Linked DNA regions of Mus musculus: region 1 is linked to region 2. A link is a contact called in public promoter capture Hi-C data. All regions are on one chromosome and are shown on one strand. Each heading gives the region's core, a stretch centred on a gene start, on an enhancer-like site or on the middle of the called end of the contact. The rest is flanking DNA. Distances are from core to core; before and after follow the strand shown.

Region 1 (7,189 bases), core at 2,835-5,334, 1.1 Mb before region 2:
CTCCTGATGGCATCTTCAGGAAGAGTCAATGCCTCTCACCTGTATCCACAAAAATCTCTAAGTGCTAAGATCAGTTTCAATAAAGATGTCAAGAGTTTAGGAGTAGAGATTGCTGAAGCTTAGTGGGTCCATGGCCGAGAGCTATTTGATCTTCACAGCTCAGACTCCATTGATACTCACCCACTGTATTTACTTCCATATATGTCACTGAAAATGCTTAGGTTTTTATAAGCTACATTAAGGAATGATCCAGGAGTCTGATTCAGATCCCAGCTTCCTTCCTGGGGAGGCAAACTTTCAGGACAAAACAAAATGGAAATATTCTCCAAGAGGAACCCAGGGTGTTACCTGACATTCAGCTGTAAGTCAGGCCAATCATTTACTAAATGCTTGGTGAAGACACTACAAGAGTGTTAGTCACGTTTTGTTTTTTTCTGGTGATGGGGATAGCAGGAGGACAAGATGTAGCTACGAGTGTGTCCTAGCTTCAGTGGCGGATCTGTCAGGATTCACCACCAGAGAATTTAGACTTAATAAGGCTTATAAGATTAGGATTTTAATGCTGCACCCAGTTATTGAGTTATCATCATTTCTGAACTAAGTTTATATTGTATTTTCTTTCATGTGATGGCTTTTCCAGGTTCAAGAGAGAAAGGTATGGCAGCAAAGCATGTGTTTGTCTGAGGAGCACCACAAATGTTAGAGGGAGGGTAACCTAGCAAGCTGGGTGGAGAGATTGTGGAGTTCTGAGTCTCCACAAGATAAAAACAGGTCGGGACATGCAGATGGAGCTGAGAGTTTTATATCTTCATCTGAAGGCAGCTAGAGAAGACTGCCTTCCAGGCAGCTAAGATGAGGGTCTTAGAGCCCATACCCATAGTAACACACTTCCTCCAACAAGGCCACACCTCCTAATAATACCACTCCCTGGGTCAAGCATATTCAAACCACCACCGATGCTGTACAGAGTTCCTCCTTGGAGAAGTGGCTTATGCTTGATGAACATGAATCAAAAGAACTGCAATAAAGATTAGACTCACCCTGTGGGGAAATGAGTGAACAGCAAGATAGTAAAGCCAAACTACACCCCAGAGCTCATCTGTGCAACATTTGACTTTTACTACAGTGGAAACTGAGTCCTAGATAAATGGATGACTTTTCTCTCCCAAAGATTCTCTCTCAGTGAGTAGGTGTTTAAAGGAGAAGGGGCGGGGATGGAGGGGAGACTGGGTGATTATATTTACTTTCAGAAAATCTTTAATGGAAAAAAAAAAAGAGAAAGAAATGAAGAGCCTGTGATCTGTTTATTCTCATCCTGTCCTTCCCTGTTGCAAAACACAGCATCTGTTATTTCAAATGAGTGCAGTTTGGGATGTGCACACAAAGTGTACTGAAGACCCCATAGCTACCCTTTGGTGTTTTCAGAGTTACTGTGAACACAGGGGTGTGATCTGAAGGGGGCAGGGAGAAGGATATCAAAGGTAAGGGTGGAAAAATGTATTCACACCTAAATGATTGTAATGTTCTCATATGAGGTCTGATTGACTAACAGGTCCTTGGCTTTTCTGGTAATTAAACTTCAGGTACTAAAGGAAAAGCCTGCGTTGGCTTTCAGGGAGGCCTCAGGAAAATGTTACAGCGAAGGCAAATTACTTTTCATTTACTTAGCAAACTTTTAGACTGAAGAAAAATCAATACCTCACCAATTCTTGCCAGTGTTTATCTGATATGTCTCCTACAATACTCAGATGCAACAATTTAACCATGGTCTAAATGAGAAAAACTGCCAATGGCTACATTAAATGGCTCTGTAGCCAATGTGCTGTTCACTTAGAATGTTTCGTAAAGGACAGACCCATTAGTTATTGCCACTTTTTCCAGATCTATGGAGAAATTACCTTAATTTTCTCTTTGGTTGCCACAACATACAAATCTTCCCTTCTTGAGAAATGGCAAACAGTGAAGTAGCAATTTACTGGCTTGGAAAGATTTTATAATTTAAAATATTAAAATAGGTAGATCAGACTATTAGAAACATTTCTCTGAAGGACAGATTGTATCCTAATAGTTCTTCAGTGCAGAGTCAGAAGAAACTAAGAGTTCCATTAGAGGTTAGGTTAAAATATGAAGGAATTTGGAACTCCAGTCATTTGGAGATCTCAAAAGTATGTCTAGTAAGAGTGGCCTCCTATTGGCTATCAAGTTGGTATAGATTCTTGGAAAGTGCCATGGAATGTAATATCCACTAACAGTCATGAAAGGGTATGAATAACTCAGAATCAGTCTTTAAAAGAAGACCAAGAGAAAAATAAGAGGGAGCAGTAAGAAATGGAGGAAAGGAGGAGAGGGCTCAGGTGAAAGCATAGAGGACCCCCCCCCCCATTACCTTGCTCTCCTTTTCTAGGTTTTCTCCTTCACAGTCAGCATTCGCACCCTTTCCTCTCAGAATAACAGTCTATCCAGCTGCCTGCTCCTTGACACCGTCAAGAACATTTCGTCTACCACCCAATGATTTCAGATAAGACGGGCAAACATGAACCTATCTAAGTTCACCCTGTTCTCTTTCCATGGAGTTGACATTGGGCAAGTTTCGTCTGTGCTGTGAGTAAGCCAGCTCTCTGTCTTTTGTATATATTCATCTTGAGATGTTGTTCATGCTCATTCCTTCTATTCTGCATCTCTCAGGGGTGGCAGGATCGAATTTATCTAACTCTGGGAACCATGGAACCTTGTTTGCAAGGTCTCTCTCAAAACTATGCCATGGTAGCCTCCCAAACACAGTCCTCCCTGCCCTATAAAATCTAGAGCCTATTAAAACAACAACAAAGTGAACAACAAACAAACAAGCAAAAATCTAATAGCCAAACTCTTTTTTTGTGTGTGTGTTTTTTTGTGGTTTTTCGAGACAGGCTGTCCTGGAACTCACTTTGTAGGCCAGGCTGGGCTCGAACTCAGAAATCTGCCTGCTTCTACCTCCTGAGTGCTGGGATTAAAAGTGTGCACCACCACGCCCGGCATAGCCAGAGTCTTAGGGCAAGAAGCAAGGGAGGGGGCTCGAGGCCACAGCTTTTGTTCTAGTTTCTTGAATAGAGATTTTATACCAGTCTACATAGAGCTGCAAGAAAAGTATTAATTTTAAGAATCTCAGCATCACAGGCATGATTTCCCACTTTGCTCTTGTTTATTTTCCCACCATACATGACCTAGAAAACAGACACCATGGCCCACTTGCTCCATACAGCTCACAATGTGGAACACGGGCTATAGTGTTTGCTAAGTCGGGAGTTTATAGCATGTTTTGAAGTGTCTTTAGTAGCCTGGCCTGAAGATGGGCTACTGCTCTAGTCTAGAACTAGTAGTAAGAAAACTCACAGGTTCTTTTTATAGTAATAGATTTTTTAAAAGAATCTCTCCCCTTTCTGTTATGTATTCTATTTATCTAGTATAAATATATGAGCCTGCAAGACATTCAGTTCCTCTCAGTCAGTACTGGGTGGCCCCTACTGCACTTCACAACCTGTTTTTCCACTTGGGCAACAGAATTTAGAAAAGGCACATTAGACTCCTACTTGGATGCTGTTGGAATAGTCATGGGCTATTCTAGGGTTGGTGTAACCTTTCCCCCAGAGAACTCTATTTCCACGAACAGAAACTAGATGCCTGGGCGTTGATGCATGGAAGGTTATTACTGCACAAGAGTGACCCTTCACCTACTAAACTTCCCCATGTTGACTGAGCTGCCAGGCAGTTCCGGCTGGGCTGTTGGAGTGGGTGTGCGACTAACCTTTCACCTACTTCATCTGCCTTGGGAAAGCAAGGTGGTACCTGCCTGGCTTCTGTAAGACGAGCTTTTTTTTTTTTTTCTTCTTCTCAAACAACCCAGATAAAACTGTGGGGACAGGAAGTCCCTTTATTTTCAAACAAGAAACAAGTTACTGCTGCCCTGGCAAAGTAAAATAATCCCTGTGCTTGAAATAGCACGTTGTTAAAGTAAAGAATGCTCGAATCAGCATGCATTCAGGAGTCTGGACATTAAAATACAAGATAGTGCTGCCCAGTGTGTGAAGGGCAGAAGAAAGGATGCAACAGGAGAGCCCCGACCTTTCGTACTCTGCCTGGGTCCTCTTTGGCCCCAGCACTGGCTGTTGAAATCCAGCCAGACCCTATTTGTCACTCAAGATTATAAACATGTTTTCTGAACTCAGCACTTCGGCTCCTCTAATTTATTTTTAGAGCAGAGGAAAGAACTGTATGTCTGTGTGGTGATATTAAAATTGAAGATGTTAGAAGAGTTGTTAGGGTCAGAGCCTGGGCCCTGGAAGCCCTAACAAACCAGGCTCCTCCACAATCCTCAACAGGGTAATTACAGAGACAAGAAAAACAGAGGAAGACGTATTCCATTGCCCACATTGTCAAGCAGTCTAGTACCCCCTCCCAAGTCTATCTCTGGGTATAAACAGAAATAAGAGCATAATCAAGTTTGGGTGGGTCCTCATTTTGAGCCAGCCCCTGTCTTGCCTGCCAGGTGGTCCAAAAACCTCTTCAGAACTGTGCGAAATCTCTTTCTGGGAGATATATCCCTATGGCTGGCACTGGAGTTCAGCTTCTTTTTTGTCCCAACCGATTCCAGCAGAAATCCCAATTCCTTGGGGATCATGGTTTCAATCGTCTGAGAGTCAAAAGGAGGGGACCAGTGTCTCTAGAATATTTTCAGTCTTGCCAGGATGGTTACAAAGATATTCTAGTTTATCTCAGACAAATCTGACCCAGTCTTTACATGTAAGAAAACATCAGTACCCTCAAAACACAAAATTACAGAGTAGACAGTAACTGGTGTATTTCAAACTCAGTTAACACTGTTGCCTGTTTTCTTTGTTAAGTAAACAGACATTCTTAATAATCAGATATCAAAAAGACTAATGTAAAAGTTTTTTTTAACATTTACTTTTTTTTTTCTAAGTAGAACTTATGAACCCCAGGCAAGTGAGGCAGAGGTTTCTATTCAAACTGAGGGTTAGCACATCCATGCTTCCTGCTAGCTCTCTCTGCCCTCTTTTGCAAGTGAGGAGAGTAGGATAATACATGGATTCTAATTTTTTGCCTCCTATAGTCATGCTAAGGACTGTCCTTCTGTATCATTAAAGGAGTCAGGCCAGATGCTGCTGCTCATAGCCCAGGTGGACCCTTAGACCAGGAGACAGAAGCATGGAGCCTCTCCAAGCTGGCCACTGACTCCACCACGCCTGGAGGGCTGAGCAGCAAGGCAAGTTAGACCAAACAGAAAGAGAGGTAACAATCTACCTTCTTGTGAAGCAGACCCAGTGGTATGGGGAAGGAATAACTTCCAATTTTAAACCATACGTTTGATTTAAATAGTATTTTCAGTTTACGGGTAACATTTGGGCCTCTGTCCTTTGACCGTCAAGAAGTGACTTACTCAGGGTAATGTTGACATAACTTCTGTCTTAACACTACTCTGAGTTAGAGAAAATAAAAACAGCCACAAAACGATTTCCTCTAGAGAATATGCGTGTCTTCCAGATGACCCAGGACTTGGCTGTGAGTGCTTGACTGTGTGGAAAGTCAGAAAGGTTACCAAAGGCTGTCACAGCACATGAACCAAGGGCAGGCTAGGACAAGCACTGGAGTTTTCTAAGTAAGAGACTTCTACATGGATTCCGTGAGTGCCAGGACTACACAGAAGAATACCTTGTTTGGTGATGATCTTAGGAAACGTAGGCAATGGTCAGTAAGCAGAGGAAAGGCAGAAGCCTTGGAAGGTTGTGGAATTTCAGCTTGCCGTACCCCAGCAGCAGCTCTCAGAAGACACTGGGTCCAAGTGAAAATGGAGAGCAGAGCAGGACACCAGCTCCTTGGGACCTAGCTCGTGCTTCATGGCAAGGGGATTGAAAAGAAGACAAGAGAGATGCTAGCCCATTTCTATTACCTTATTTATTTGTTTGTTTGTTTATTTATTCTGATTAATTTTTTCAAACCTTCTTAAGAGAATGTACCTTGCTTATTTATTTATTTATTTATTTATTCTGATTAATTATTTTTAAAAACTACTTAAGAGAATGTATTTGCCAAATTCTTCAGTTCTCTTGCTCCATATATCACCATTTTAACTTTTGAAATATTTACTTGCTTACAATTAAAAACTATCATTTCATTGTTTAACATCAGAGACGCATTTACGGAGCAAAGATAAACACCACCAACATCTAAGCACTATGGACATCCTGGCAGTCTTCATAGTGAGTACATCTGTGCTTAAGTTTTCAAAATATCAATCACGTGGGTTTTTGGAAATATTTCTTATGATTCCATGACACTTTGTCCCATATGGGAAGATAAGGCAGCACTCAGAAGAAGCCAAAAATACTTAATAGAAATGTAAGGTTAACTTTACTGAGGAAATTAAAATATTGATTTGCCTTTGTTCTCAAACCCACAAAACCAAATCATGGTTTTTATTTTCTATACACTATCTCCTTTTATGGGTCAACTGAATCTGTTGTCATTTCTTCTCCAACTTTTATCCCCTCTATGCAAAAAGAATATTTCATAGCTGGGAGGAGGTGGTAATTGTTGGAATCTTTATGTGATTTATTGTAGATTCACAGTGCCATAGATTGTTTCAATTTTTAAACTTTTAGAACTCACGCTGACACCAAGATACTCAGAAGTCAGCAGGAACAGGACTATTTGCATGGGAACTACAGATACACAAGTGTGGATCAGCCTTGTAAATTTTGTGTCAGCCCAGTGAGGCACTGGGGTGAATGAGTGTAAGCTTATGTGCCAGTATGCTTCAGGAGCAGCAGAATAAAATACTTCCCAGAGACTAGAAACCCAGAGAGGGTTTACCAGGCACAAACTGGTCTTTTGGATGGGAATACACATGTTGGATCAATAACAACCTAGGACCAGATTTGATAAGAAGCATTTCAGTGGACACTACCATCCTAAATGTTCATTGCCCTGACATTTGGATGTTTATATGCTCCTGGGAATATAAATGCATCCCTGGCAACAAGGAAGAGTAAAATCTTACATTCATTCAAGGGCCTCACAACAGAAATCATGTTTATAGGCAGACGTCTGTACCCACACTCTATATTTGGAGTGGTTTAACAAGGTTTAGTTTGGCAAGCAGTGAAACATCAAGAGGCAGTTAACACTTTCT
Region 2 (7,139 bases), core at 4,560-7,059:
GAAAGAGTGAGCATCTAGAGAGTTATCCTTCATATGCACATTAGGATCCAGTTAATGGGAATAGACTACAACTTATAAAATATTTCCCCAAAGCTCAATGAACAAAACACAGGAACTTGCTGGATAGTTTATTGTTAGAGTATCTGTTCCAAGTAGGTACAGACAGTACTTAGTAATAAGAAAGCTCTTTGTGTATCACGCATAACTATTCATTTATATGATCTTATAAGAAATAGTTTAAAATATTTTCCATCTTTAACATGATAGAAAGCTCCATTTAAATGTATTCATTCTCCCAGATGTGTCCAATAAAGATGTTTGCCTTGTCCTTTAGAGTTTACAAACCTTACAATTTCCTCTGTTTTGACAGATTCACTCAGCAATATGGGAGATGACTATAGCAAGTATCATTAGCTGTACCTTGCCCTTCATTTTATCACAGAAAAAAAAAAAGCAACAGATCTTCAAGTACTTTATTCAGCATCACACATGTACTAGTAGACTGACCCAGAATTGGACACAAATTTTAACTCCAAGTTCTGTGTTCTTTACCAAATCAAGTTTGTGTCTAAGTCCAAGGAAGCAAGGACTGTGTCATTGGGAGTCATTGTGACATCACAACTTAAAATTAGTGGCTGCTTCTACCATCTGTCAACAGGGGCTACATAGTTTATCTCTGTGGGTAAATTGGTTGGAGTGTTTTACATTTATTTGTTTGTTTATTTTTTGAGGGGCGCATGGAGCCGTGGTAGTACATGTGGTAAGATCAGAGGAAAACCAGAAGGAGCCAGGGATTGGCTGTCTCTTTCTACGATGGGGTTGAATTCAGGTCATCATGCTTGATGTCAAATTCCTTTACCTGCTGAGCCATCTCTCTCGCTCTTGATTAGTTGGCTCTGGTCGGTCATTCTTCTTCTTTCACAGAGGGTAAGAAAGGATGAGAAGAGAAAGCCTACCTTTATTGATGAGACTATTAATTGCCAAGGTTGGTTTGTCAAGGAATAGTGTATTTGAAGGGGTGTTAAGGAAAAGTAACTACAGTAACTTGTTCCCCCCTTCCACCCCCAATGGAAAAATCACAAATTTTAACTTTCTATTAACTTATGTCATTCCCTGAATATGGATGAGCATTGTCTACTTGAAAATAAGAATAAATTTTATAGTATACGTGAACCATATATGATATATAAGGTGACTTGATCTAATTAAAACCTCATTGAGGGTCATCTTCTTAGAGAGATGTCTTCATTTATGATTGTGTGTGTGAGAATGTTTGTATGTGTGTGTGAGTGTGTATGTGTGTCTGTCTGTCTGTGTACTTTTCCAGACAGAATCTTGAATAGTCTGGCCTTGAACTCATGATCCTACTTCTTTTTTTTTTTTAAGATTTATTTATTTATTATATGTAAGTACACTGTAGTTGTCTTCAGACACACCAGAGGAGGGCATCGGATCTCATTATGGATGGTTATGAGGCACCAATGTGGTTGCGGGGATTTGAACTCAGGACCCCTGGAAGAGCAGTCAGTGCTCTTAATCACTGAGCCATCTCTCCAGTCCCCTGTGAACTTAGTGAGTTGTGGGACTATATAGCCCATGCCACTCTGGGTCTCTACCTCTATTTTGAGTTTGAGCTTTACCTGGCCTTCCTCCTTTATTTGCAACTTTCTGTTTATTGCCAAGGGCAACTGAGTTGTGTTCAGAGTCTTTGTTTTCTTTTTCTTTTGGAACTATTGCACTGTTCCTTGAATCTTCCAAGTCTACCCCGTCTTCAAATGACCTGTGGTATGGTAACACATGTATCTTCTTAAGAAAGACAACTTAGAATAAATCTATATGGGATCTATAATTCCAGGACTTTATTTTGTGAGGAAAAAAAAAAGACAAAAAAAAAAAGTAAGAGAAGTGACTCAGTACCTTTTAACAGATACTACCTACATCGTACTTTATCACCCATTTGATTTGACAAAATCTAAAGTTTCAGGCCTTGAGGCTAGGAACTGAGATGCCAAGTAGATAAATGAGGCCTGCTGCTCCAGGTGAGCAATGGGTCCCAGGGACACACTTGTCACTGGGTGACTTTGGAGATTATGACTTTATGTGCTTTGAGAAGCTTTGCAGGCAGACATGTGCAATAAATCACAACTAATCATGTCACAGGGAGGACCGCAGCTGTGTTTACACCCTGATGGGCTACGGTTGGCCTTCCTTGGTGGACATGCCAGAAGTGTTAGACTTGAGGACCTGCTAATAGTTTATCTGAAACTGTGTTTGAATTAATTTATTAATGCTTTTAAGATCTATTTTATACTTTTCTTCCAGGGAGCAGGCTTCAGTGCTTTTATCTAACAAGCTATTCTTCCTTCCTTCCTTCCTTCCTTCCTTCCTTCCTTCCTTCCTTCCTTCCTTCCTTCCTCTCTCTCTCTCTCTCTCTCTCTCTCTCTCTCTCTCTCTCTCTCTCTCTCTCTTTCTTTTTTATTAGATATTTTCTTTATATACATTTCAAATGTTATCCTGAAAGTTCCCTATACCCTCCCTCTGCCAAGCTCCCCTACCCACCCACCCTGGCATTCCCCTGTACTGGGGCATATAAAGTTTGCAAAACCAAGGGGCCTCTCTCCCCAGTGATGGCCAATTCCTCCTTAGAATAGGGAACAAAATACCCATGAAAGGAGTTACGGGGACAAAATTTGGAGCTAAGACGAAAGGATGGACTATCCAGAGACTAACCCACCCAGGGATCCATCCCATTATCAGCCACCAAACCCAGACACTATTGCATATGCCAGAAAGACTTTGCTGAAGGGACCCTGTTATAGGGACCCTGTCTCATATGAGGCTATGCCAGTGCTTGGCAAATACAGAAGTGGATGCTCACAGTCATCTATAAGATGGAACACCGGGCCCCCAATGGAGAAGCTAGAGAAAGCACCCAAGGAGCTGAAGGGGTCTGCAACCCTATAGGTGGAACAACAATATAAACTAAGCAGTACCCCCAGAGCTCGTAAGAAGCTATTCTTAATGCTGTCTCTGTGTCAGCAGCTGTCCCCCAGGATGGAAAGTTGGACCAGGTGCTGCCAATGTAATTAAGGAATTTATCACTTGGAAGGAAAAGAAATGTGGCATAGGGATATTTTTTAGTAATGTTTTATATATGAGTATGTTTAATGAAAAGTAAGATGAAGAAATAAACAGGAAGATTAAAAATACATTAAAAAGGTGGCCAAGCAAAAGAAAATCTATGTAGACTACAGCACACACACATTCTGCAGTGCTGACCAATTTAATCTACATAATTCTTACTTTGGAAATGAACAATTTCATGGCTGAGATTTTACTGAAATGATCAATACATAAAGAAATGGAGAATCTACTTCAAAACCAGGGTAATTCCTGGGTTTACCAGTTGTCAAAATTATAAACAGGTGGATTTCTCTGCTCCTAGTGCATGGTCCGTCATACGTGAGAGCCTCTGAACAAAATGTTGGCAGTAAACAAGAAAATCAACAGATAACATTAAATATTAAATTAAATTAAAATATTAAATTTTGTAAAATAAAGTAAAATATTAAATTAAATTTAAAAATGAAACATTAAATATTAAAATGCAAACCCCAAAACAGGAAAAAGAAATATCATAACAGGGAGAATTTCCTGTGTTTTAGGGAGACTTAATTCCCCAAAACTTCCTGAAGGAAGGCTATGCATACAGGTGAAGCCTACATTTACATCTGAGGACAAGAAATGGTACTTTCTCCAGCTAATAGCATGATTATCCTCATATTCTGAATGTTCCTAAATGTTCCTAAATTCTGAAAAATAAGATGTAGGAGAAAATTATATTTGAGTTTTAATATCTCTTGTACCCAATATTTTTAAAAAGAAGTTAAAATAAAAGTAGATAAGTATCAGATGTCTCTCCAAGACCTACTTGACTATTATTTCTTTTACCTCTGATAATTTAAATACAATTCATTAATATTATTTTTAAAAAGTGCCTACTTGCAGAGATGCAGTGTTAAACATGCAATATTAATAAATAAAGCATCTGGGATAGAGTATAAATATCATTTTCTTACTGACTAGTTTGTAACGGTAGCAACAGGCTAATTTTTAACAAATTTTCAAAAGATGAATACATTTTTAGATGTCTGGGGTAATTTTTACTAGAGGGATATGAAGACCCACCGAAGTTCTTTGCTGTCTGTCCTACAAATGAAAATATGCGATCTATTTTTATACTGAGAATTATAGATGCTCAGAATCGCAAATGGTCTATTAATTCATCAAATACAATGTCTTTCTTTTTCACCTTGCTTGATCCATCCCCAAAAGCTTTTCTTTCTCCCACATGTATTCATGGAAAACCAACCTAATGTGTGCTATTACTACTAGAAGTTGTGGAGGGGGGAGGGCGGGGGACGGATGGTGATCTCAGAGAACCCTTAAGAAGTGATGACTTCAGCTTTTAAAGAGTATGCTGGCCTGGTGTGGTGGTGCATGCCTTTAATCCCAGCACTCTCGGATTTCTGAGTTCGAGGCCAGCTTTGGTCTGCAAAGTGAATTCCAGGACCGCAGGGCTATACAGAGAAACCCTGTTTCCAAAGAACCAAAAAAGAAAGAAAAAAAAAAAAAAAGGCGTATGCTCGGAACAAAACTAAGATTCTAAGACGGAAACTAAGATTCTAAGAAGGATATGAAATCTCAGCTCATGATTTTTTTTTCCCCAGATCTGAGGATCAAACCCAAGGCCTTGTGCTTGCTAGGCAAGTGCTGTACACTGAGTTAAATCCTCAACCCCAGCTCATGATTTATAATAGGCTCTCTTATTCAGCGTGCATGAATGGCATCTATGAAACCCTACATTCAAGCCCCAGAAGCCTGCGAGGAAACACAGAAAAAGAGAGGTCTGTGTTAATAAAAATATTAAAACCATCTTTTGTAATATTATTCTTCATATTTTTATTGTTCTCTGCTTTTATGCAAAGAGAGAGATGATTTAACTTTAGGCCATTCAGTTTGTAAGAATTTGACAGTAAATAACTTTCGCATTGTGATGGAGGAGAGGAAGGGATACGAGAAAACTTTTAAAATATTTAAAACTTTTAACACTATTATTTGCAACCATTCTGCTGTAGCTTAATTTTGGGTAGTCTCTTCACTTCAGACATTACAGTACATCCAAGTAAAAGTAACCTTTGGCTTCTACAGGAGAAGGGTGTGGGCTCCCCGGGTGAGCAGTTTTTCCTCTGGGCCTCCTGTGGAATGGTTTGTGGAGACTGCAAAAAGCAGAGGCAGGCTTTTGGCTCCGCCCTCCCCTCCCCCACTCCTTCCAACTCATCACATTCTTATATAATCCAGCAAAAATCTGCTTTTGGTTAGAATGCAGTGGAAGGAAGGCAAAGGAAACCTTTTTTTCCTTCCCCCTTTCGTTAAATGTTCCAAGTTTGTAGGAGAGGTCTGTCAAAGCAACTAACCAAATGGAAGCAGCTGGAAGTCATTAGGGGGACTTGCCATGGACCACGATTAAAGCTTAAAGCGGGGTGGAATTTGCACTCTCTCCCTTTCTCTTTTTATAGTACCCTTAGCAAGTTAGTGTTCCTTTTGAAATCCGAATTAGTCATGTGACTATAAAGGTTGGAAAAGTATTTTACTCCTCTACATCCTGGAGACCACTCCACTGATTTCTGAGGCCATTACTGCAAATGAATAAATGAACACATTTGGAACTAACTGGTGCTCCACCGCGGCGTGCCTCCTATTTCATGATTATCCTCGCATCTTCCTGGTCTTGGTCTGGTTTGAAATGATAACCACTGAGTCACATTAAGAACACTTTGTGGTTACTTTCCTAGTCCGACATAATAACGGCCGCCTGGTTTTTAAGAGCCCAATTTTTCTCTCTTCTTTAACCGTTGCATCACTTTTCAGGATAACAGTTTCAAATGAGGTCCTCTAAGTTCCAAGTTTGTGTTGTTTCATCTTCCTGTGGGTTTAGGCTCCAGGCATACTGAGACCTCTGCCACTAAACCTGCCGGGTAGGGGCTAAAGCCACAACTCCTTGGAAGGAGGGCTAGGACTACTCCTGTGGGTGTGGAGAGCCCAGGCCAGCCTCCGGAAAGAGGCTGAGTCTGTGGAAAAGGAAACAATGATGGCTTGCAAGCAAATGCTTCCTTCATGGAGGATCTTGCTGCGAGGAGAGGAGAGGAGAGGAGAGGATGTGAAGTAAGGGAGAGCAGGTTTTTCTGGCATGTGTTTATTTCCAGCATACCATCTGAAAACAAACTCCCCAGTTACTGTGCAGCAATAGGAGAGGTTGTGGTGGAAAGGGGGCAGGGAGTGCAGAGCCACATATCAAGTTCTGAACTCCTAGCAAAATGAATTTGCACTGTTGTTTGACTGCCTGAGTCAGAGTTAGGGCTTCCGGAGATCAGTAGGGGCTGGAAGCACTTCTTAATCTTTCTTAGGATTTCTGTAGAGAACTACATAGAAAGCAAACAATGAAATGCATTTCCCCCCTCATACTTCCTTGGAGAACCTGTTTAAAGACTGGGAAGATTCTGGAATCTGGATGTTGTAAACCATCCTTGCTGTAATAACCAAGTGAAGTCCTTGTCGGAGGTCAAAAGGTCCTCTCCTGACTCCCACTGCCCTCCCACCCACTCTGTGAGACAAATTCTTTTCTGTCCCTGGATGAATTCCTGAAACAACACAATAGCTCTTTTGGTTGACCTCAGATAATGAGACATCTTGTGTCCTTCGAGCTTGGGTGGGTGGGGTATTTTGGTCATTAGAGGCTGGACTTTCCTGTGCTAGTCTCCATGGTAATTGAAGTTGAGGCTTCTCACTGTCCCTTACCCAGGTCTGTTGAAGAGAGTGGCTTGAAGGATTTGAAAGCAAGGGCAGGGAATGTTATCCGCAATCCCCTGCCTCCTGCCTCCTGCCTCTTCTCAACCCCTATTTCTTCTAGGCCAGATAACTGCAGCAGGAAGGGGCATGGGGGGAGGGGTTGGTTGCTGGAGGATTCATAGGAAAGTAGAGGCTTTAGTCCACCCCTGCTGGAATTGTGTGTAGTTGTTCTCTCAGTGTCTGGTAGATCGTTAGCACGGATGCTTCCCCCCACCCCACCCCCACTCCCC

Evidence for each region. Promoter capture Hi-C pulls out the DNA fragments that hold promoters and counts their contacts.
Region 1: a promoter capture Hi-C map of 3T3-L1-derived adipocytes shows a contact between it and region 2, with 2.3 times the contacts expected there. The contact joins two enhancer-like sites. A contact is called at or near these places in 4 of 39 promoter capture datasets (the 3T3-L1 cell line, 3T3-L1-derived adipocytes, hippocampal neurons and 1 more), 1 of 115 datasets of contacts at active chromatin or transcription factors (the NIH/3T3 cell line) and 1 of 9 other capture datasets (embryonic stem cells).

The regions. Positions count from the first base shown.
Region 1 is chr6:5,506,431-5,513,619 of GRCm38.p6, reverse strand. No RefSeq gene overlaps it. Among named protein-coding and RNA genes, the nearest start is that of Pdk4, 14 kb to the right of the region's middle. Within about 2 kb of position 4,084, at least 106 of the 459 cell types and tissues checked have an H3K27ac peak or open chromatin away from gene starts, as enhancers often do. A contact at or near this core is called in 3T3-L1-derived adipocytes and the NIH/3T3 cell line, where this site is marked.
Region 2 is chr6:4,456,036-4,463,174 of GRCm38.p6, reverse strand. All of the region lies in intron 1 of Gm46948 (a long non-coding RNA gene), which reads left to right. Among named protein-coding and RNA genes, the nearest start is that of Gm46948, 5.7 kb to the left of the region's middle. Within about 2 kb of position 5,809, at least 113 of the 459 cell types and tissues checked have an H3K27ac peak or open chromatin away from gene starts, as enhancers often do. A contact at or near this core is called in 3T3-L1-derived adipocytes and the NIH/3T3 cell line, where this site is marked.